5 separate regions of the Mus musculus genome follow, and regions 2, 3, 4 and 5 are each linked to region 1. The links are chromatin contacts, called in public ChIA-PET, Hi-C, HiCAR-type and HiChIP or PLAC-seq maps. All regions are on one chromosome and are shown on one strand. The core of a region is the stretch at or near the end of the contact, and the rest is flanking DNA. Distances in the headings are between cores, read along the strand shown. Region 1 holds the start of Vapb (vesicle-associated membrane protein, associated protein B and C). Region 2 overlaps Gm46781 (a long non-coding RNA gene). Region 3 holds the start of Rae1 (ribonucleic acid export 1). Region 4 holds the start of Ctsz (cathepsin Z). Region 5 has its middle 6.3 kb from the start of Mir296.

What was found. A called contact is a pair of places that touch in the nucleus more often than the background predicts. ChIA-PET counts read pairs in DNA pulled down with a chosen protein or histone mark. HiCAR-type assays count read pairs that join an accessible place to other places. HiChIP or PLAC-seq counts read pairs in DNA pulled down with a chosen protein or histone mark.
Region 2: a contact with region 1 is called in an RNA polymerase II ChIA-PET map of memory CD8 T cells, with 12 read pairs. The contact joins the enhancer-like site here to the promoter of Vapb in region 1. A contact is called at or near these places in 3 of 39 promoter capture datasets (embryonic stem cells, liver and pre-B cells), 1 of 484 Hi-C or Micro-C datasets (B cells) and 2 of 115 datasets of contacts at active chromatin or transcription factors (bone marrow-derived macrophages and memory CD8 T cells).
Region 3: a Hi-C map of the G1E-ER4 cell line shows a contact between it and region 1, with 6 times the contacts expected there. The contact joins the promoter of Rae1 here to the promoter of Vapb in region 1. A contact is called at or near these places in 2 of 39 promoter capture datasets (liver and pre-B cells), 3 of 484 Hi-C or Micro-C datasets (CD4 T cells and the G1E-ER4 cell line), 1 of 115 datasets of contacts at active chromatin or transcription factors (memory CD8 T cells) and 2 of 9 other capture datasets (adipose tissue and macrophages).
Region 4: a contact with region 1 is called in an H3K27ac HiChIP or PLAC-seq map of bone marrow-derived dendritic cells, with 4 times the contacts expected there. The contact joins the promoter of Ctsz here to the promoter of Vapb in region 1. A contact is called at or near these places in 3 of 39 promoter capture datasets (the HPC-7 cell line, embryonic stem cells and liver), 1 of 484 Hi-C or Micro-C datasets (the G1E-ER4 cell line), 3 of 115 datasets of contacts at active chromatin or transcription factors (bone marrow-derived dendritic cells, bone marrow-derived macrophages and pancreatic cancer cells) and 2 of 9 other capture datasets (adipose tissue and liver).
Region 5: a HiCAR-type map of embryonic stem cells shows a contact between it and region 1, with 3 times the contacts expected there. The contact joins the enhancer-like site here to the promoter of Vapb in region 1. A contact is called at or near these places in 8 of 39 promoter capture datasets (the 3T3-L1 cell line, HPC-7-derived erythroid cells, cranial neural crest and 5 more), 2 of 484 Hi-C or Micro-C datasets (the G1E-ER4 cell line and nephron progenitors) and 5 of 115 datasets of contacts at active chromatin or transcription factors (astrocytes, embryonic basal ganglia, embryonic stem cells and 1 more).

Annotation. Positions count from the first base shown.
Region 1 is chr2:173,735,530-173,739,605 of GRCm38.p6, reverse strand. It overlaps Vapb (vesicle-associated membrane protein, associated protein B and C), which reads right to left and starts at 2,035. Exons shown (of 6, transcript NM_019806.5): 1 at 1,856-2,035. The coding sequence starts at 1,913.
Region 2 is chr2:174,600,350-174,604,425 of GRCm38.p6, reverse strand. Gm46781 (a long non-coding RNA gene) reads left to right here. Exons shown (of 2, transcript XR_003953979.1): 2 at 1,153-1,614. It also overlaps a transcript of Zfp831 not described here. Among named protein-coding and RNA genes, the nearest start is that of Gm46781, 4.6 kb to the left of the region's middle. Within about 2 kb of position 1,950, at least 105 of the 459 cell types and tissues checked have an H3K27ac peak or open chromatin away from gene starts, as enhancers often do. A contact at or near this core is called in B cells, memory CD8 T cells and pre-B cells, where this site is marked.
Region 3 is chr2:172,997,845-173,001,920 of GRCm38.p6, reverse strand. Rae1 (ribonucleic acid export 1) reads right to left here and starts at 1,804. Exons shown (of 12, transcript NM_175112.5): 1 at 1,545-1,804.
Region 4 is chr2:174,436,656-174,440,731 of GRCm38.p6, reverse strand. It overlaps Ctsz (cathepsin Z), which reads left to right and starts at 1,693. Exons shown (of 6, transcript NM_022325.5): 1 at 1,693-1,982; 2 at 2,404-2,567. The coding sequence starts at 1,834.
Region 5 is chr2:174,258,792-174,262,867 of GRCm38.p6, reverse strand. No RefSeq gene overlaps it. Among named protein-coding and RNA genes, the nearest start is that of Mir296, 6.3 kb to the left of the region's middle. Within about 2 kb of position 1,792, at least 22 of the 459 cell types and tissues checked have an H3K27ac peak or open chromatin away from gene starts, as enhancers often do. A contact at or near this core is called in embryonic stem cells, where this site is marked.

The DNA.
Region 1 (4,076 bases), core at 786-3,285:
ATCCACCTGCCTCTGCCTACCATGTGCTGGGATTAAAGGCATGCACCACCACCGCCCGGCTCTACTTGACCTTTCTGAACATCGCAGCTGACATGCCCCAGACTCACGTCATCCTACAGGTGCACAGTGCCCATTTGATAACAATACAATATTCAAATATGTGCTGAGACAGTAACACCAGCCCTGGGGAAGCAAAATCAGGAGGGTTGTCTCAAGACTGAGGTCAGCCTGAACTGACCTCAGCACACGAGAACCCACATATCTCTAAAAGAGAACACCAGCGTGTGACAGATCAGGAAACAAAAGCACTGTTGCGCAAGACGGGAGATCTGAGTTCCACCCCCAAGGGTGGAAGGACAGAAATGATTCCTACAAGTTGTCTTCTGGGTACCACACACTCACTGTGGCACACATACTGCCATTCGCAACACATAAACGCAAAATAAATAAAGACACCAGCCAAAGAGTTTATGCACATGAGCACCCCACCACAGAGATGGACGCCTTGCACTCGTGACAGGGTGCAAACACACAAAATACACAGAGCTACAGTTATAACCAGGCGGCGATTCACTGCTGTGCAGTCAGGCACGGGATCACGCACCACTGTAACCTGAAAAAGACTCAGCATTCGAAATTCCAAATAGTCACTACCAAACGGACACCACTTCCTTGTCGCTAACAAGTGGGATCCCGATAAGTGGGGGAACCTCTGGTGACGAGGGTCCACATTTAAGTCGATGCTTCTATTGAAATTTTTTTGTGTATGTGTCTGTGTGTTTGTTCACAAGTGTGCCAGGCTGCACCTGTTGGGGTCAGCGGACAATGTGCACAAGTCGGTTCTCTCCTTTGACCATGTGGGACTCAGGGATTGAACTAAAGTCCTCAGCCTTGACAGCAAGCTCTTTATCCGGTGAACCATCTCCACAGCCCTGTGTTAGGCTGCCTAAGGTTTTTGTTTTCAGGTTGACTGGACGGCCTCTGCTTCCTTGTAAGAGTCACACTGCACACTCTGAACCTGGAAGGCAAGGTGAACAGCCACAGATCTGAAGCATTTCCCAAGAGTCTGTGGGTACAGTGGCTAAGTATCTGAACGTCTGAAATCAGAACTCAAATGCGACAACTAGATAAGAGCTGTGATCCTACGTTACTTCCCAGCGGTGGAGAAACGGGTGACTCTCGGCCACCCAAAATCGTGTGTGCCAGCTGTGGGCTACACGTGGGCAATACACAGAGGATCATATCAGCCAACCTCAAGTACACCTTCATAGAGTCCAGTTTCTTCCTCTTCCTCCTAGTGCTTACCACTGTATTCTGCCATCTTGCTTACTGGTTGTTGAACTTTATAGGCCTCCTGTGCCCAATCTCATGACTCAAACATGCAACGAAGCAAGGAACAGGCTGGGCATGGACCCTGTTGCCTCGTGGCCCTTAAAATTAGTGAATGGAAACATTCATGTGTACATACACACACACTTGTGTGTGTGTATGTACATATATGTACGCACATGTATGTATACACACTATCTATAACATGCGTATACCATGCATATATATTTGTCTACGTGCACCTTTTTAATCACCTGGGCATGCACCTTTACACACAGATGTATACAGAAAGTGTACTACACAGAAAGTGTGCACGGGCTTCGTGGGCTGTAACCCCGGCAGCTCGCTGCCTCGGGGGAGCTGATGGAAGGGTACTCAGGCAAACCGTTTCCATGCACTGACTCCACATGCATGCATTAGACGCCTGGTGCATGCGGGCCTCAAGCGGACAGTGTCCTGCCCTCAGGGCGCGTCCCTTCCGGCACCGGCCGCTGAGTGACAGCTCCCGGGCCGGCCGGCCGCTTACCTCGGAACTTGAGCTCGTGTTGTGGCTCGAGGCTCAGGACCTGTTCCACCTTCGCCATGGTCCTCCCCGTCGGGGGCGACGGCGCGGGCGGGGGGCGGCGGCCTGGGTGGCGGGGCGCAGGGGCGGAGGGCGAGGCCGCGGTGCCGGGCGAGCTCACGGCACGCACGACGTACCCACGCACGCCCCGACGCACGCACGTACGCACGTACGTAGCAGATGCCGGGCTCCGGCAGTGGCCAGCGGCTCCAGCGACAAAAGGGAGACTGCGCATGCGCAGGGTGTTCAGGGCCACTGCGCAGGCACAGACCGGGCGGTAGAGGGCGGAGCTTCCGAGACAGGGGGCGTGGCCTCTCGAGGCTTGGGAGGAGGGGCGGTCTCCAGTGAGACTGTTCAGTAAGCGCCTGCGGGGAGAACTGTTGTTAAGTGCTTTACTTAATAATAATAATTAACAAGAATAAACTTCCACTTTCTTCCCGCACGTGTGGTGCCAGGCTCTACTGAGCCTGAATATAATAAAGTACTTATTATTCTTACAAACACAATGTTTACGGGTTAGTGATATGTGCCAGGCCTTGTGACAGTTCATAAATAACAATTATAAATATAATAAACTGGCAATTATTGTTTGCTTATTTCGTGCCACTCCGCTGAATGCTTTCAGTAACTGTCATAAATAAAAGCTATTCTGCATTCAGTGTTTACCAAACCGCAAAGCGCTGCACTGAACCATTTGCTGATAGCATTACTTGTTTATGCAAGAAATATTTAGAAATACAATAACCAGAAAACGACCTGCTTCACACCGTGCTAGGACCTCACTGAGAGAATAAATTAGTTACACACATAAATCACATGACTAAAAGTAACTGAGAGCCTAGCTCTGTCTGATACCCAAAATAAGCCCTGTATGTTCCCATTGGCACGTGACTAGTATTTCATTGTGTAACGTATACTATGTAAAATAGACCTTCATAGCCTCCTCATCAAACATTCGTGTGAAGAGTACACATGACTCTATATGGCAGGAATATCCATGTTGTTCATGTACTTCCCATGTTCTATACACCTGAAGTTATTTTCATAATAAAAGTTTCCAAGGGGTAGTCTTTGTCTTTTAGCTTGTGCATCTAATCCATTTATACTTATTGTATTTGTTGGTGTACCTGGGTTTATTTCTGCTGCTTTACGTTGGTTTTCCCATTAGATGTACTGTTTCTTTTGGCCTCTCATTTCTTGCTCTTCAGGATTGTTTTCCTCTCCATCTGTTCTTTCCTTGTGTTCTGCTACTACTGCTTCATGTGTACTGAATCTATGAAAGTCTAGCTTTTATGACATTTTGTTCTGCTTTCTTGAGATTTTAGGGCTTCAGTTCATCATAGTCACCCACTGCTCCATTATACGCCTTGTGCTTTTAAAGGAAACTCAGGTTTCCCTCAGTCTAGTTTTGTTTTGTTTTGTTTTGTTTTTGGTTTTGGTTTTTTGGTTTTTTGAGACAGGGTTTCTCTGTGTAGCCCTGACTGTCCTGGAACTCACTCTGTAGACCAGGCTGGCTTCGAACTCAGAAATCTGCCTGCCTCTGCCTCCCGAGTGCTGGGATTAAAGGCGTGCGCCCACTCTGCTCTGTGTTTTGCCACACTGTCTCTGCGTTTGTTGTACTTTGAACTCTTTGGGCTTTCTAAATTTGCTGATTGAGAATCTTTCATCAAGCTCAAAGCTTTTCAGTCAATATTTTTCTTACTTTTATTCTTTCCGTTGTTGCTTGTTTGCTTTGTTTTTGAGACAGGATCTCTTATATTCCAATCTGACCTTGAGGTCACTCTGTAGCCGAGGATAGCCTTCATTCTCCTGCCTCCACCTCTCCAATGAGGAATTTCAGGTGTTAGCTTTCATACCCAGTGCATGCAGGGCTGAAGTTGGTCCAAGGCTGCATGATAACCAAGCACTACCAGCTGAGCTGTCAACTTAGTCTCTAATTCTATTTTGTCTTTGAAGTAGGGGCTCACTATGTAGCACTGGCTAGCTGGAACTCACGATATAGAGACCAGGGTGGCCTCAAGTCACTCTGTTGTTGTTGTTGTAAATTACACCTAACAATGGCCATTTTCAAGACTGTGGCCCAGTAACACCATTTTCCTGTTGCCTGCAACCAACTCACTCACCCATCCCAAAGGTTCACCTTGCAAAGCCCAAACTCCACATCTCTTAAATGATAATTTGCATT
Region 2 (4,076 bases), core at 701-3,200, 860 kb before region 1:
TCGCAGTGGACTTAGATTGGTTCTAAGATCTTCAAAGGAGAGAGACACCCTTTTTATCGATACACTAATAAGTATGACCAGCTAATGATATGCCTGTGAGACCTCTACGTGGGACAGAAGCACCTTACCAAATATATCATTTCACAAATGAAGACAGGAAGCCCACAGTTGTAAAGTCATTTGCCCTAAACCAGCCAGCAAGGGTTCAGCAAGGAAGAGTATGGGTTCAGGCTTCATGGCTCATTTTCTTACTTTCAGAAAAGTAAGGTTGACTTTTGGTGGAGACCTTCCCCCATACTTCCAGGTGGAAAAGCCAGGAAGGCTACTCTCCTGGCTGTCTCCTCAGCCCAGCCTCCTGCCCAGGAGAATATCTCCCAACACACTATGCCAACTCTAAAAGCACAAAACCTTTGTCACAACTAACATAAACTCCCAATGGAATCTTCTTTCTGTGGGGAGTCCATACCGGGATGCAGCATGGCTTACTCTTCTGCTCCTGGTAAGATACCTGGCCAACATGGAGCAGCTGTGGACTTGTTCTCTGCTTACTTTGCCATTAAGTGTGGTCAAGTGACTCTACCTACCCACTGAATTTCCTCAGGGCAACACAAACCCCAGGCCTGGATAATTAAGTACACAGCATTAGCCGCAGGGCCAGGTATAGCATCAATGCTAATTGTAGTATTGTTGAGAAAAGGATTATCCTCCAAGGACTCTCTCTGGTCCTAGGGCATCTCAGTAGACACAGTCCCAAGGGGATGCTTCCTTCTCTCCATAGAGCAACACCAAAGCTTTGGAGGAGGTTATCTGAGGAGACAGGAGCCCTGTGGCTTGCTGGGAATACACAGATCAAGGTGGCAGGTCACGCACACATCACCACGCCCCATAGCCTCATGTATCCACCTCCACACCAGCCCCCTCACATCCACATCCGAGAAGAGAGAACACGAGAACTCGGGTGTGCACTCACCCCAGCCCACGTGCGCTGGGAACACAAGGGGCTATCAACCTGTTACCCTTGCCCCTGTTAGAAGCCCATGGGCAATGGGGGACTGCTCATGGATCTCCCACCTAGGTGAGCCTGCCAGGAGGGCCAAGTGTATTTGCATATAATTTGCATGTGTTGACACAACCCTTCCCATCTCTGCACAGAGCTTTCCCAAGCTAACCTGTTATTACTGCCTCTCTGAAGTTGGCGCCGCCGCTCGCCCACCCACTGCCAGTGAGTACTACGCATGGAGACGGTCTAGGAGCTGGCAGATCAGATCAGATCACTTCAGCAACTCGCACAGCCTCACAGCCTCAGTTTCTCCTCTGGACAATGCATACCAAGACAGCTCTGTACAAAAACTCCCGATGTAAAATGTCCAGAGTGAAGTATTGCTTGCATGGAGGGAGCTCTTGATTTGCAGCACAGGGCTCAGAACGGCCTCTGGGTGAAGAAGTCGGTTCCCTAGGCCTCAGTGACTAGTTGTCACAAACTCAAAACTACAGGACTCTTAGTTAAATTGATATTTCCTGGGAACAGTTGAGTAGTGTTTTAGGAAGAACTGCTTCTATACGACCTTCTTGTATCAAGACAATAGTCACTGTTTAATTGAAATTTAAAATTTAGCCGGGTGTCCTAGATTTTTATCTAAACGCCTTACCTGGGGCCGAGGCCAGGGGGCTCCTGTCATTACTAATATCCTGTTTTCTTACTGTTCTTACAAAGCTCTGGGGGACATGGTCTCTGTTTCCCAAATGTCCTGCTTCCTACTCTCGGATAGGAAGCAGGGGGGGCAGGAGGCTTCATGTGAGGTGAATTGAGAATTGTTGAGGGGGAGGGGAGGGAACACATGCTTCCTAATCTAGGTACAAAGCTAGTCTGTGCTCCCCTCTACTCTCTGTGAAGAGACTGGGCGGTTATCACTGTGAACGTGAGGCCCATGCTTCCTGTGGTGAAGAGCGCGAGTGTTTTCATCAACAGAACTGGTTTCTAGGGCCTCCTCACAGGATGTGAGGCCTGTGGCAGGTCACAGAGGAAGAGGCAAGCTGTGGCAGGGGCTACAGCTTGGGGCGGGAGGGCTGGTGGTGGAAGGGGGCTGCATGTGGGCCAGGCTGTGTCAGTCCAGGGGCTGGAGCAGGAATCCAGCCCCATGGTTATCTACAGAGAGCTCTCCGTCAGGCTGCATTCTGCTTTCCTTGATTCATATTCGGTATGATGCTAGACTTACTCCATTACAGTCTTTAAGTCTTTATCTAAGCTAGGCACCATGCAGGATGGGGCAGAGCTCAGCATCTGAGGTTAAGCCCCAGTTCTACTGGCTCCTCAGAGCCATGACTGAAGGAGCCAGGGATGGAAGTGTGGCTCAGTTGGTAGAGCGCTTGTCTAGCATGCATCAGGCCCTGGGTTTGTGATCTGCAGAGTGCATAGCACACCTGTCATCCCACCATCAGAAGGTGGCAGCAGGAAGATCAGACTGTCTAGGTCATTCTCAACTATGTAGCACGTTCCGGACCATCCTAGGCTACCTGAGAACCAGGAAAGACTAGAGAACGCCCGTCAAGCTTGCCTATGAGCCATGTGTGGTAACTAGGGAGAGCTCTGCATCTAAGGGCTTTGCCAGGACAAGCTTTTCACCCTGGGGAACAGGGACACTATTAGAAAACATGTGGCTCACCCAAGAGTGACAGTTTCCTTCGAGATTTGTGAAGAAGAGGAATTGTACGGTAAGACCAGAGGATAGATCATGGAGTGTATTGAGAGATAAAAATCCAAAACTTAAAACACAAGACTCCACATTCTTCCCATAAAGTAGCACTGGGCAGGCCCCACCCTTCGGGCAAGTTGCAAAGATGACGTAACACAAGGCATCACTTTTCCCTGCCCCCACCACCTTCATGAGACAGATCTTCCTTCTGGGAACATATGTTTCCACCATGTCTGCTTCCATGTGAATGGTTAAACCCTAAGCATCCACAGCAGCTGGGGCACTGAAGTAACCCCTTGGGCTCTCACAGGTTGCTAATGGCATGCTATGGTCAGACCTCCAACAGAGGCCAGGCACCTCGAAAAACCATTTTCCTCTTGGCTTCACCAAGATGTAACTGTGTACCTGTGGTTCAAGTATGGCTAGCCTAGAAGGGACCAGAGGATTTCATAACTAATGGAGACCTGTCCTTCGCATCTGTCCCTCATGAACAGTGTGCCCCGCCTATAGCATCCATCTAGCCCCCTTCTCCTAGGTCGAAGGTGCTTCAGAGGAGGACTGAAAGAAAGTGGCCAGGGAACTTGAGGTGTGTAGGGGCTAAAACACACTCAGGCCTATGAATCTACAGTGATATAGCTCACGGTCCTTGATGCAATCATCTGAATGCCAAGGGAGAATGGAGGTGACCACATCACACCTGAGTCAGTGTCCTGCTGGCGCACAACCAGATTTGCCCATTATCCAGAGAGGCTTCGTAGTCTAAGAAAAGGAGATTCTCCCCCAGGGCCTGGGAATGTAAAACTGGCCATGATCATCGGAATTTCTCCGTGCTCCCAATTTCTTCACTCTACAGAGGGAACTCTCATATGCCTCTGAGCACAGTGGGGCTATTTTTACGCTATTCTGATGAGTTCATCTGAGACCTAGCCTTGCATTGGCCAACCAGAAGGCATTTATTCACCGATGAAACCTGTGTGCTGGCCTCCATTGATGTAAGTCACGGCCATGGACGGTTCAGGCTCAGTCCCAGCTGTGGGAGAATATTCTAGATCACTGAAGAGAACACAAGGGTGGTTTGTCTCTTCAGACAGGACTACGGTAGATGGGTTACCGTGTTCTCATTGGTCTTGTGATGATGTTAATACACTGAGGCAGTTACCTCAGACCATGAATGGCTCCTGCCCATCCATTCTTACTTCTGCCTATTCTCAACCTGCCCACTGCCTCTGTCTTCTCCTTGGAAAACATGGCCCCATGCCAGGGGCCTCCTGCTCTGATGTAGTTCTTCAGAAGAGCAGACTTAACTCTTGAAACTGAATCAGGCTTTGAGGGGGGAGGGAGATAAAAATGACCTTGTCAGAGCCAGTACCCCTCTTCCTGAAG
Region 3 (4,076 bases), core at 555-3,054, 740 kb after region 1:
TCTGGCAGGTGTTCCACAATTTCTCAGGGCTTTAAGAAAAGCAGTTCATGCCAGGCAGTGGTGGCACATGCCTTTAAATCCCAGCATTTGCGAGGCAGAGGCAGGCGGATCTCTGAGAGTTGAGGCCAACCTTGTCTACAGAGTGAGTTTCAAGAGAGCCAGGGCTACACAGAGACCCCGTCTCAAAACACCAAAAAAGAAAAGAACAATCCAAAGCAATCTACTTTGGCCCACTGAGTACTGAAGGTCTGGTGTGACGGTGTAGACTTGGAGCCATCGATAGTCAGCACTGCTTTCTTGAGCGTGGCAGTCTACCGGGCCCTACCGTCCCTCGCCATGCCTCATCTTCCGGCTGTCCTGAAACAACAGTGCACATTCTCCAGGCTCCTCTGTGGCTGGTGAGTTGGCTCAGGTAGTAAAGACACTTGGTGTGCAAGCCTGGAAACCCGAGTTCGACCCTCAGAACCAACAGAAAGGCAGGCGAGAACTCCAAAGTTGTCCTCTGCCCAGATGTGGACTGTGACACGCATGCATGGCCATACACACAACAGGCAGAGAAAGTTTAGGGTTAGTCAGGTGAGCTGGCACAGGTGATCTCTGCACTTGGGAGGCAGGGTCAGGAGGAGCAGGCCATCCCTGACTGTACAGAAATCTGAGGACAGCCTGGTCTACAAAAGAGCCCATTTAAAGAAAAGGATTTGCACGGTCTAACACTGAATGTAATTGACAACTGTGTCGTTGCCAAGGAAACCATCTGTGCACTGTGACTCCAGACTCCCATATGCTTTTGCCACATTTCAAGCTGTTACTAAAAAGCAAATTCTTAAAACCCAGACTTCCACCAAGTCAGCCACCTCTCCAAAAGCGAGGCTAAGGCCCGAGCAATCCACAGCCTAATGAGGGTCGCTTCCTTAAAATAACAAGGAAAGGGAAACTGCAAGGAACTGTGGGAGCGCATTTGACTCCTGCTGCCTTCGAGACAGCCACGATGTGTCAGAGCCACCATAAGGTGCACATTCACGTCTCAGAAGACGGCTCGGGAGACAACTCTCGGGGCTGAGGACTACAAGCCTGTCTGTACAGGGAGAGGGATGCACAGACACGCAGCCAGGGCTATGTTTCTCCGGAGCGTGAGTTAGTCTTGATTTTCACCGGAAAAACTAACTCCTCCATCCTGGAGTTAGGAAACGAAACGACCCCCAGTGTGTGCTGGGATCCGCACGCTCCTCTCCCGTGCAATTTACTTGAGGACTTAGTTTCAGATCACCATGCGCACGTGAGAAGAGCAAGGGCGTACCGGGTGCCCTGCAGCGGGGGTGAAGAGGCGGTCGGACCTCTGGCAGGCAGCGCAGCCATCTCTCCAGCTCCCGTAGCTCTCAGGGGCCTTTCTCCTGGCTGACTGGGTTAGCTCGGGCTGCTCCCAAGCGTCCGACCACGCCCGCCGGCTCGGCCGTGCCCCTCCCATCCGCGCACGCCGCGGTCCCCCACCGTCCCCTCACCCCCGTGGCCTGGGCGGTGTGCGCACGCGGAGAGGCCCGGCCTACCTAGCGGAGCGCACGGGGTCCGGCTGCAGAGAGGGGCTCGGTCTCCTCACGCGGGCCCGGGCTTCCCGGAGGGAGCGCGGCGGCCGCCTGAGGAACACGCACGCGGCGGGGCCCGAAGCCACGGACCTGCTCTGGCGCGGGGCAGAGGGGGCGCAGCCGGGAGACCCCAGACCGCCGAGTCGTCCGCCTCAAGCCGGTGGAAACTGCCCCGTTACCACAGAAGCACCGCGCACGCGCCACGAGCCACTTCCGGGACTGCCCGGAAAGCGTCAGAGCACGGCGTCCCGCCCCTCTCAAGGCGGGCGCACATGCGCAGAAGCCCTGCTGAGGGCGAGAGGAAGTGTTTATGCCAGCAGTTGTGCGTTTGTGGAAAGTCGGCCAGCGCAGTTGCCAGGCAACTAGTTGAGAGAGGGCGTTGTTTTCGCGTGTGTATCGTTATATTGATTGTTGTTTAAACGTCTAAAGATGATCGTGGAGCCGAAGAGATGGCTCAGCGGCCAAGAGCAGTGGCTTCTTGGGGAAGACCCAGATTCTATTCCCAACACCTACTGGACGGCTCACAGGTCCAAGAGAACCAACACCAGTTCTTGGAGAACTGACGCCCTCTTCTGGTCTCTGTGGTCATTGCACGCAGTGGTGCTTAAACTTCTTCAGGCAACATACTCATATACATGTAAAAACAAAAAACAAACAAACAAACAAACAAAAAAAGAGTTCCCCAGCTCAGATCTAGCACTGTCCTCTGAGAGGCTGCCTACTTGGAACATCCCGAGCGGTATGATAAGGGGAATGGTTCCTACTCCCTGAGATGTTTAAGATTTATTTCCGTGCATGGATGTTGTCCCTGTGTGTATGTATATGCACCACATGCTTGGGGAGGCATGAAAACTGTGTAGGAGCCCCTGGAACAGGAGTTACAGATAGTCGAACCATCATGTGGGTACTGGGAACCGAACCATGGCTCTCTTCAAGAGCAACAAGTACACTTAATTACTGAGCCCCATGTACTAATAGGTCAGTATTAAGCCTGTTTGAAACACAAAAGTCCTGCTCTATGAAACATTCCACATAGAGTGTTTAAGGTGTCAGATAAAATGACAACATAGTTAGCTAGATTCCAGAATGGGGGTTCCAATGAACCAATCAGGGAAAGCGGTTTTAGAGAGAGAGAAAGGACAAGTGTCAGTGAGGAAGAACAAAATGTGATTGGTCCCTACAAAATTAGTTTCCTTGTTGGGCAACTTGGCAGGCCTTCCAATCCCTGCACGCAGGAGGTAGAGGCAGGGGGTGGGGGGGGGCGTCTCTGTGAGTTCTAGGCCAATCAGAACTACACAGAAATGTTCTGTCTCCAAAACAATTTTTAAAAATGTAAGGCAGGAACAGGGTTACAGAACAATGGAATAAAAACTGGCCGCTGGTTACCTGTCTTAAGGGACCTCAGTACAACACAGAGGAAACAGGCCTGTCTAGGACACTTGGTGATCATCTACTTACTCCCATCCCCTGAGAAGTCAAATAACAAGGTTTAGTTAGCGTACATAGTGTTTGGTTTGTCGTCGTCGTGTTTATTCCTGTTGGGGCTCAGGGGAAGAGTTGGGTCCAGAGTAGAGGGCTCCTTTAGGTTGGTTTCACAGGGCATTGTTACTATGACCTTCCCAGGACCCGCCCAGACTGATTCCTCTGTCTCCCCAGCCTTGTGATCCCTGTCTAAAGAATTCATTAACTAGCCAGCACAGCACACCCTTAGTGAGGGCAGCTGACAGTGACCAAAGAGGCTTTACAGTAACGGCCACAACCATCAAGCAGCAAACAGCACAGTTCCCTTTAGGGCCATGGCCCTTGCAGCACTGCATTATAGTCCTGCGGGGTGTGCTGGATAGTTTTATGCCAACTTGACACAAGCTAAAGTCATCTGACAGGAGGGAACCTCAGTTAAGAAAATGCCTCCATAAGATTAGGCTGTGCGCAAGACAGTAAAGCAATTCCTTAATTAGTGATCAGTGGTGGAGGGCCCAACCCATGGTGGATGGGGCCATCCCTGGGTTCTATAAGAAAGCAGGCTGAGCAAGCCACAGAAAGCAAGCCAGTAAGCAGCATCCCACCATGGCCTCTGCATCAGCTCTTGCTCCAGGTTCCTGCCCTGACTTCCTTTGCTAATGACCTGTGATGTAGACGCCTAAGCAGAATAAACCCTTTCCTCCCCAGCGTGCTTTGCTTATGGTGTTAATCACGGCAGTGGCAACTGTAACTAAGACAGGTGGTGTTGCAGCCTATGCAGCCAGCTTCAGATAGTTATCAACCTCGCAGGCCACGGGGAGATCATGTCGGGCAGAAAGGTCATCTTTCCCCCCCAGCTTTAGCATTCGTTACCATCCACCCCCTCCATCCCCTTGTTTCACAGACTGCGGACTATGAACCGTGGGTCCTGCCCCAGTGTCCTCAGAGCCTGCCAGTTACTGAGAAAATACCGAGCGCGTGAGGCTGCTTATGTGTCCTGGGTCCTCATGACCTTCTCTCAAAGAGCTTTAGATC
Region 4 (4,076 bases), core at 444-2,943, 700 kb before region 1:
CACAAAATATTTTCAGCTCTTCCTTTCTTCCTTCTTTCCTTCCTTTCATTCATTTTAATTAATTAATTAGCTAATTAACTAATTCAGAAGTTGAGCACACAGACTGCCCTTCCAGAGGGCCAGAGCTCTGTTCTCAGCACCCACATCTATTGGCTCACAGCAGCTTCTAACTCCAGTTCCATGGTGCTGGGTATGCTCTTCCGGCCTCCAAGGACACCCAGACTCATGCACACATATAACATATAGGCACACATAGACGACACATTATTTAAAGTGTATATTTTGTTAATTTTAAAACTCCACTCATTCATTTGCTCGTTATCTGTGCCAGGGATTGAACTTGGGACCGTGAGCACACTGAGTACACACTCTCCCGATAAACGCTGCTGCCCTATTGTGCTCTTCACTAGACCTTGCCTGTGGGATGCCATAGAATCGCCAAGACCAATTGTCCCCTTCCTGCGAGAGAGAGCCCATGTGGAACCCACGTGGGAGGCGACACTCCCCCAGAGTGGACCGAAGGGCTCTAAGGTCAATGCATGGTCACTACTGGGGAGAACTGGCTTAGGGAACTCAGGTCTCTGCCTGGGCCTTGGGAGGCCCTCATTCCTACCAGGCTACTTACCACCCAGCAGAAGGGAGAGGTTGCCATGACCCCCCAGGATGAAAGATTTCAACATACAGATGCCAGTGTTCATTTGCCTCCGTGACTACTTTATAGCAACAGGGAACAAAACTCTTGCGTTGTTAAGGGTAGCCCCAAGTTTGCTTCTGAGGTCTTGTTCTGCTCTCTGACAGGAGGTATCCAGCAGGCTTTTGAGTCTTGTTGGAATCCTGGGTGATCTGGAAAGGCAGGCAGCAAGACAGCCATTATGATTTCTGACTGCCCCTATCCACAGACAGAGGAATGGCTGTAGCCCCACTGGCCATCGCGCATCAGGAATCTCACACCCACCACCTGGAGAGAGCCTGAGATAAAACACCAGGGGATGTTTCTTACAGAAGAAGAGATAGCTTTGTGGCCTGGGACTGCTGACAATAGCTCACGGGGCACAGGGGGAAGGGGAAATTCTCCCATTACGAAACCTAGGCTGGCCAGGTCCCACTTCTTTCTCAGTTCCTCATCTTGGAAGAGTCTGGTTAGCAGGGACCCTTTCCAGAACCCCAGGGACTCACGATATATGTGCCAAGTGAAAAAAAAGAAAAAAAAGAAAAAAGAAAAGAGTAATCCTGGAAGGATCCTTCTCTGTGAAGGAGAGCTGTCTCTTCAGGAAAAGCCTGGGTCTTGGGGGGTGGAGAGGAGGGGCTCAGAAAGCCAGGCTAGAGTCCAATGCTGGGTATGACCCACACCTTCTTCCAGCCTCAGGATATCTCTGTGCGCTCCTAGGGAGACCTAACCTAATGGGACACTGCACCACACTCCAGAGCAGAGAAACAAAAGAATCTGGGCTGAGTGGGCCAATGGAAGCCTGCTGAGCCCTACCCTGCTCCAGGATGCCTGGGTCTCTGAATAGTAAACTTAAGTTTTGCTGTCAGTCCGTGTTATCACAATGGCTGGTGGCACTGTCAGGTCTGGGGTCTGGTTGTGTGACCCCAGGTTCTGCTGATCCGGTTGTTTGATTCCTAGTGAGGCAGATTATCTCCTGGGGGCTGCCGAGCGGGGCGGGGCGGGGGCAGGAGCAGCGGGGAAGGCCCCGCCCTCGGGGTGTGTCCAACTTGGGCGCCTCCTAAAGGACCGGGCGGGGCGTCCCGAGCGCGTGGGCCTGCGGGTCGGGTCAAGAGGTCGAAGGTGCTGCGCGTGATCCAGGATCCGAATTGGCCCGGAGCAGGAGCATGGCGTCGTCGGGGTCGGTGCAGCAGCTGCCCCTGGTGCTGCTGATGTTGCTGTTGGCGAGTGCGGCACGGGCCAGACTCTACTTCCGCTCGGGCCAGACTTGCTACCATCCCATTCGCGGGGACCAGCTGGCTCTGCTGGGGCGCAGGTGGGCGCGGGGCTGTGCCTAGGGAGGAAAAGGGTCAACTTCTAGGCCAGGCGCGCACCCCCTGACACTTGGGACCTTGCCCCATCCTCCCTCATTAGGCCTGGGAAGCACAAATCCCATCCCTTCCTTTTGGGATGATTTTCACATCCGGGGAGCTCTGGGGTTTGCTGGTTTGGGCAGTTCTCGCCTCTACTGCCTTTGTTAGTGAGCATTAGCGTATTTCGGAGATGCTCTGTCACATTCAGCTTCCAATAGTCCTGGGTTCTGCTGGTGGCTCTTCTGGGTCAAGTTCTGAACCGACCACAGTTTGGGAAGAAGGCCAACAGGAGAAATGACTGGATTTGTGGCCCTGGTGGGGGTAGGGAGAGGGGAGGCCCTATGCGTTCCAGAGTTGGTTTCCATTGCCATGATGTCCTCCCAGGACTTATCCTCGGCCGCATGAGTACCTGTCCCCAGCGGATCTCCCCAAGAATTGGGACTGGAGAAATGTGAACGGTGTCAACTATGCCAGCGTCACCAGGAACCAGCACATCCCACAGTACTGTGGTTCCTGCTGGGCCCACGGCAGCACCAGTGCCATGGCAGGTAGGTGGCCTGGCGCTCCATGCTAAGCCTAGGGCAGGGCCAGTATCTTGGCCAGGTGGGTGGCTGCACTTCACCATCCAATCTACCTTTAGGTGAGCCATGATAGCCATAGCCCGGGGCTACAGGGGCCCATGGCCCTGTACCATGATTCAGACTTGGATTTCCCCTCAGCCAGAGTGAGGTGGCTGTGTCATTCTGGAGTTCTCTCCTGTGGGCCTACTAGGGCCTCTGTGGGACAGGCTTGGGCTGGAATCTGGTGACAAGTGGCTCCCAGGAACCTTCCCTTCCTCAGAACTTGTGACTTCAGCCATTGAGAACCATGGGACCGGTGTTGCAAAATCACTGAGTTCACAGTTGGTTTGTGGGGCGTGGAAGTGAAACTGCTTCTCAGTAGCAGCTGGCATTTGAGGTGAACATGTTCCCCAGTACGAAATGGCCCCCCCAGCTCTCTTCTTCGAACCTTAGCCTGGCCGCCCAAGAGTCAAGTAGAAGTTCATTCAGTAGGAAGAGAGAGGCCCCAGAGGGCTGCTGTGCCCTTCCTTGGTAGAGGAAGCAGGAGCCAGGGAGTGCCAATCTACCTGTAGCATGGAGATTCAGCTTTGCCATCCCCAGAGGTGGTTCCTGGAAACCAATGGGGAAGGGAGTCTCCTGCCTGGGAGTGGGACTCAGCCAGTGTCCTCTCTTGATTGGGTATCTTTTTGGCCAAGTCTGTTGTAGGTGGAGCCTAGGTTGAGGATTAAGAAAATGAAATTTCATTACTGAAATGGCAGTGCTCTTGCCCGTAGGGCTTATGTAGGTCTTGCCTGCCAGTTGGCTCTCAGTGCCCAGCCTAGGAAGCCTCTTTCAGGTCGGGAGACTGCGTTGTGAGATGGATGGCAGCTTCAGTTCAGCCCATCAGCCTGGACTCTCTTTTGAGGATGAGGGGTTCCTGTCTGAGGGCAGTCTGTACCCCAGCAGTAGCCAGGGGCAGATGTAGCTGTGGCCCCTCATAGAGCCACCTCTGAGGGCTGGGGCATACTGCTGACTTTTCAGAAAGAGGAAGAAAGAAAGAAGGTGGGCTGACAAGAGGTACTTACCAAGCAGGCAGGGGGTAAGGAGTGGGCAGCCATAGCAGAGGAGTAGAGCAAAGTCCGGGGCGCTTAGGAATGGTGTGGCCAGACTGCTGTTGGGGAAGCGAAAGGCCCCTCTCAGCAGAGCATAGTGTGGGGTGAGTGTGACATGGAGTGGGAAAGATCCTTGGGTCTCTGGATCGAGTTAAACGAGGAGGGTGTAGAACATTGCAGGATCAGGAGAGATGGCCAGAGGCTGTTGGGCCTACCCCTCTTGGGTGGGCACTAGGCCCTACCGAGGTTGTATCTTCCCAGTTGCTACAAGGCAGTGTCCTTGGGGAAAATGGCTGCTTCGTTCTTTTCTTCTTCTTCTTCTTCTTCATTTTTTTTTTTTTTTTTTTTTGGTTTTTCGAGACAGGGTTTCTCTGTGTAGCCCTGGCTGTCCTGGAACTCACTTTGT
Region 5 (4,076 bases), core at 543-3,042, 520 kb before region 1:
ATGGGATTCGTCCCACAGTCATGGTGGCTGAGCTCCTCTGGCTTAGGGCTGTGAGACACAGAGAGGGAGAGCAGGTGTGATGTGTAGGCCATCAGGCGGGTGGTTTAATGGATGCATCCCCAGACCCACGGATGGACGATGTTCACCTCAGTCCCTAAAGAACGTCAGTGCTCCAGAAGCGCGGAGCAGGGGGAGCTCCAGGCGGGCATGATGGGCTGATGCTGGAAGTTCAAAAAACAAATCACCCCCACCCCAATATCTGGTTCTGGGCAGTCGTGTGAGATGGTCTCAATACAACTGTGGACAAAGCTAGGGGTACGCAGTCCTTGGGGTGTTGCCAGGCTGATGGCGAGATCACTGTTGGCCAGAGAACCTCAGATGTGTAGGTGGCATCAGCAAAGGGAGCAGAGACCTCAGGGAGCCCTAGGCCCTCCGGGGCAGAGGGAAAGTGAGGGGCAGGGGAAGAGACAGACTTTCAGGGCTTGTAGGTCCCTGGGGAACATGGGTCAAGGGGGACTCTGACATCTTAGGAGGATTAGGGCATCATTATGCCATGGACAAGGAAATGGGGCTATGGCCTGCTGAGGGGTCACTCTCTAGGTTTGTCCTTTGGGACCAGGGAAGGGATTGTTTCTTCTCATGGAAAACACACACACACACACACACACACACACACGCACGCCGCCACCACCACCACTACCCAACACAACTGTTAGGTCAGAAAGCTTCCCAGAGCCACCCAAGGGTGCAATGGGGTATGTGTGGAGATGGGGGCAGGCTGCGAAAGGGGCCAGAAAGAGAGGCTTCCAGGGCCCCTCTTTTTCCAGCAGCAGTTGAAAAACTTGGCTTCCTTCGTGAAAATCCAATAAAATCAGCCTGTGACTCACCTCTCCCATCCCCTGTTGTTTTTCAGCTCTCCAACAGGTCTCACGAATTTGTCTCTCTTTTTTTTTTCACCCCTGTTCTAAAATATCTGAAGCTCAAAAGATGGCAAGGTTTATATGGAATAAAAACAAAACAAAAAACAAACAAACAAACAATCTCCCCCTCTACCTCCATCCCAATCTTAGCCTACAGGATTAAAGCAGACTTTCTTTACTTCTGTTTCCCAAAGAATTCAATTAAAACCAAACCTCAAACAGCCCAGCACTCCTCACTGACCTGGGCTGAAAGGTTGAAACACCCTAAGGCTTTCTCCTCCCTTCCCTTCCCCACCCCTGCCCCCACCCCCACAAAGCATCCTGGGATGCTATCAGCAGTCTATTGTACAGGCAGGCATTCTTTGATCAGTCTCCTTCCCCCTTTGTAGGGCTGGAAACTGAGGCTGAGGAAAGACAATGTACTTAAAGCTCTTGGCTAATCTTCCATATTGAAATGCAAAGGGTAGTGGGGGCATGGTGGGGCACGCACTTGCAGGCATACACACACCCTTAATTCCAGCACTTAGGAAGCAGATGCAGGCAAAATTCAGAGTTTGAGGCTAGCCTCTTCCATCTGTCTGAAAGAATTGAAAAGAAGAAAGGAAAAAAACAAAACAAAACAACAACGAAATAACCCCAACAACAACAACTTGGAACTTAGACCTTTTTCTGGTTCTGGGGTAATTTTGCTCTTCCCAAAGAACGTGTGGCAATATCTAGAGACAGCTTTTAGTTGTCACAGTTGAGCCTGGTTCCCTGGAGGAGTTAAGGAGACTGTTCAATATCTTGCAAAGGACTGGACAAACACCCTAAAGGACTACTCAGCCATGGCACATCAACTGTTGAGAACAGAGTCACCACCCCACCCCCTCCCGACCCCTCTGGCCCCACAGGCAACCCAGGATTTCAGGAGAATAAATACAAGCCCACACCACACAGAGAGAGAGAGCTAGCAAGATAAGTACCAAGATGTCTCCACTTGTTTATCTCCTGCTGTAAGGAAGATTTCTTTTCATGTCTCTTTCTCATGGTTTCCTGTACGGTTGGAATTTTTAAAGAAAGAATGTGCATGTATCATTTTTATAATCAGAAAAAGAAGAGCTGTTTTCATTTTGCAAAAATGAAAAAGGGCTTTAGGACTTATCGATTCTGACCCAGGCCCCTCACTAACTAGCTGTCAGGAACAGCTATCTGGAAAATGTGTGCACCGAAAAGGTGAGGGTGAGTGCCTATAGGAATACGGAGTAACATTATCCTGGGAAGCTCTCTGAGCTCTTTCTCTCTCTCTCTCTCTCTCTCTCTCTCTCTCTCTCTCTCTCTCTCTCTCTCTCTCTCTCTCTCGTGCATTTCCCCTCTGAAATTGTGTGTGTGCTTTGTAGCATAGAAATCAGGGAGACTCAGGGAGGGTCCATCTGTGCCAGCTACCTGACTAGTGACGGACACAGGATACACCCAGCATCCTCCCAGCCCTTAGGAAATGTGGAGAAGATATTTCCAATGCTCCAAGGTAGCTATCAGTTCCTGCATAATTTTGATTTTTATCTCAGAATTGGGCTAGGGCTGGATTTCTATACAGAGAGCCACTGACCATTTAGGTGAGATCATTCTTAATTGTAGAGACCGTTGCTGGGCTAGTGAGATGCTTAGCAGTGTCCTTGGCCTGGCTTCCCATTAGATGCTAATAGCACTCCCAACCCCCATCCACCCCAGCAAGAGTGAGAAACCTAAAATGTCTCCAGATTTAAGGGCAAATGTCCTGTGGGGGCGCCCAAGGTCACAGCTGGTACAGACCCCTCGGCTCCAGCCTGCCTGATGTTTCAGAAAAAAGACTTCATAAAGATGACAGTCCCCCATGTCAGGATCCTGCTTGCTGCATTTCTGAGTCACTGCCTGTGTTTCTCTGTCTTTAAAAATCTTCCATTTGTGTCTGCCCCCTTGGAAACAGCCCTGCACCCAAATGTGAGCCTCTTGGTGGTCTGAAAAGCCCTGTTAAGCCCCATCAAAGCCTAAGTCTAGAACTCTGGTTATTCCTGCAAACACTGACAGGGCCGATGGGAGCCATAGACAGGAGCCACTGAACACAGAAAAACAAACCCCTTGTTTCCTAGGATTGCGCACATCCACCAACTAATTGCGAGAAGACCAGGAGAGATGCTGCGGGGCCACTTTTCACGCCACAGCCTAAATCGGAACAAGAAGATGAACTTTAAATTGAGTAAGATAAAACCAGTTTGGGAAATTCAATATCTCACCTCCCTTCCTGTCTTTTTAAAAATCCATAATTCATACAGAACCCAGTCAGGGGGTACGCAGCTCAAATTGAATTATCTTTTTTTCTCCCCCTTCTACAGCTGAAGCTAGAAGAAGCACTTTCTTGACATGGAGAAAATAAAAAGGGAAATTTTCTGAGCCTCAACTTCCTTGCCACAGCCCCCCAGCCCATAGGGATGGGGACATCAGACACCAACCAGCACTAAATGACCTTTTAAAGCTTATGCTGATTGCATGGCTTGGGACTCACTCAGCCACTGTCCATAGACACTCAGACGATGGGTACCCAAGTTTGTTTATCACAATGCTGCTAAGGAGACCATCAGCAAGGGCTGGTTCAATAACCCCATTTGCCCCTCCTCCACACAATGGAGTCACGACACAGGCCAGGAGGGGGGAAAAAAGCCCTCAAAACTCATCGGGTAGTGATGGCAGCCCTCCCTTTTATTGCATTGTTGAAACAAAGGACAGAATAGTCTTTGTACTGCCTGCCGTGTGATAAGAAAGGAGGGAAGCACACGTATGCACACATATGCAGTGGCTGTGTGTACCCGCTGTGTGTCCCTTGTGTGTGTCTAAGCAGAAGGGCCGTAAAAGAGGCTACAGGAACGCCTCCAAGTCTGCCCTTTGCATATGTTGGTTTGTGTGTGTGTGTGTGTGTGTGTGAGGGGATTGTGCACATGTGCATATAGGCTCATGTGCACATGTATGTGCATTTGTGTGGAGGCTAGGGATCAATGTGTGTGTCTTCCTCATTGACCTCTGCCTTAATTTTTCAAAAAGAGTCTCTCATTCAACCTGAAGCTCACAGATTTGGATAGACTGGCTGACCAGCAAGCTTCAGGGACCCTCTTGTCCCTTCCTCCCCCAGCAGTGCTTACAGAG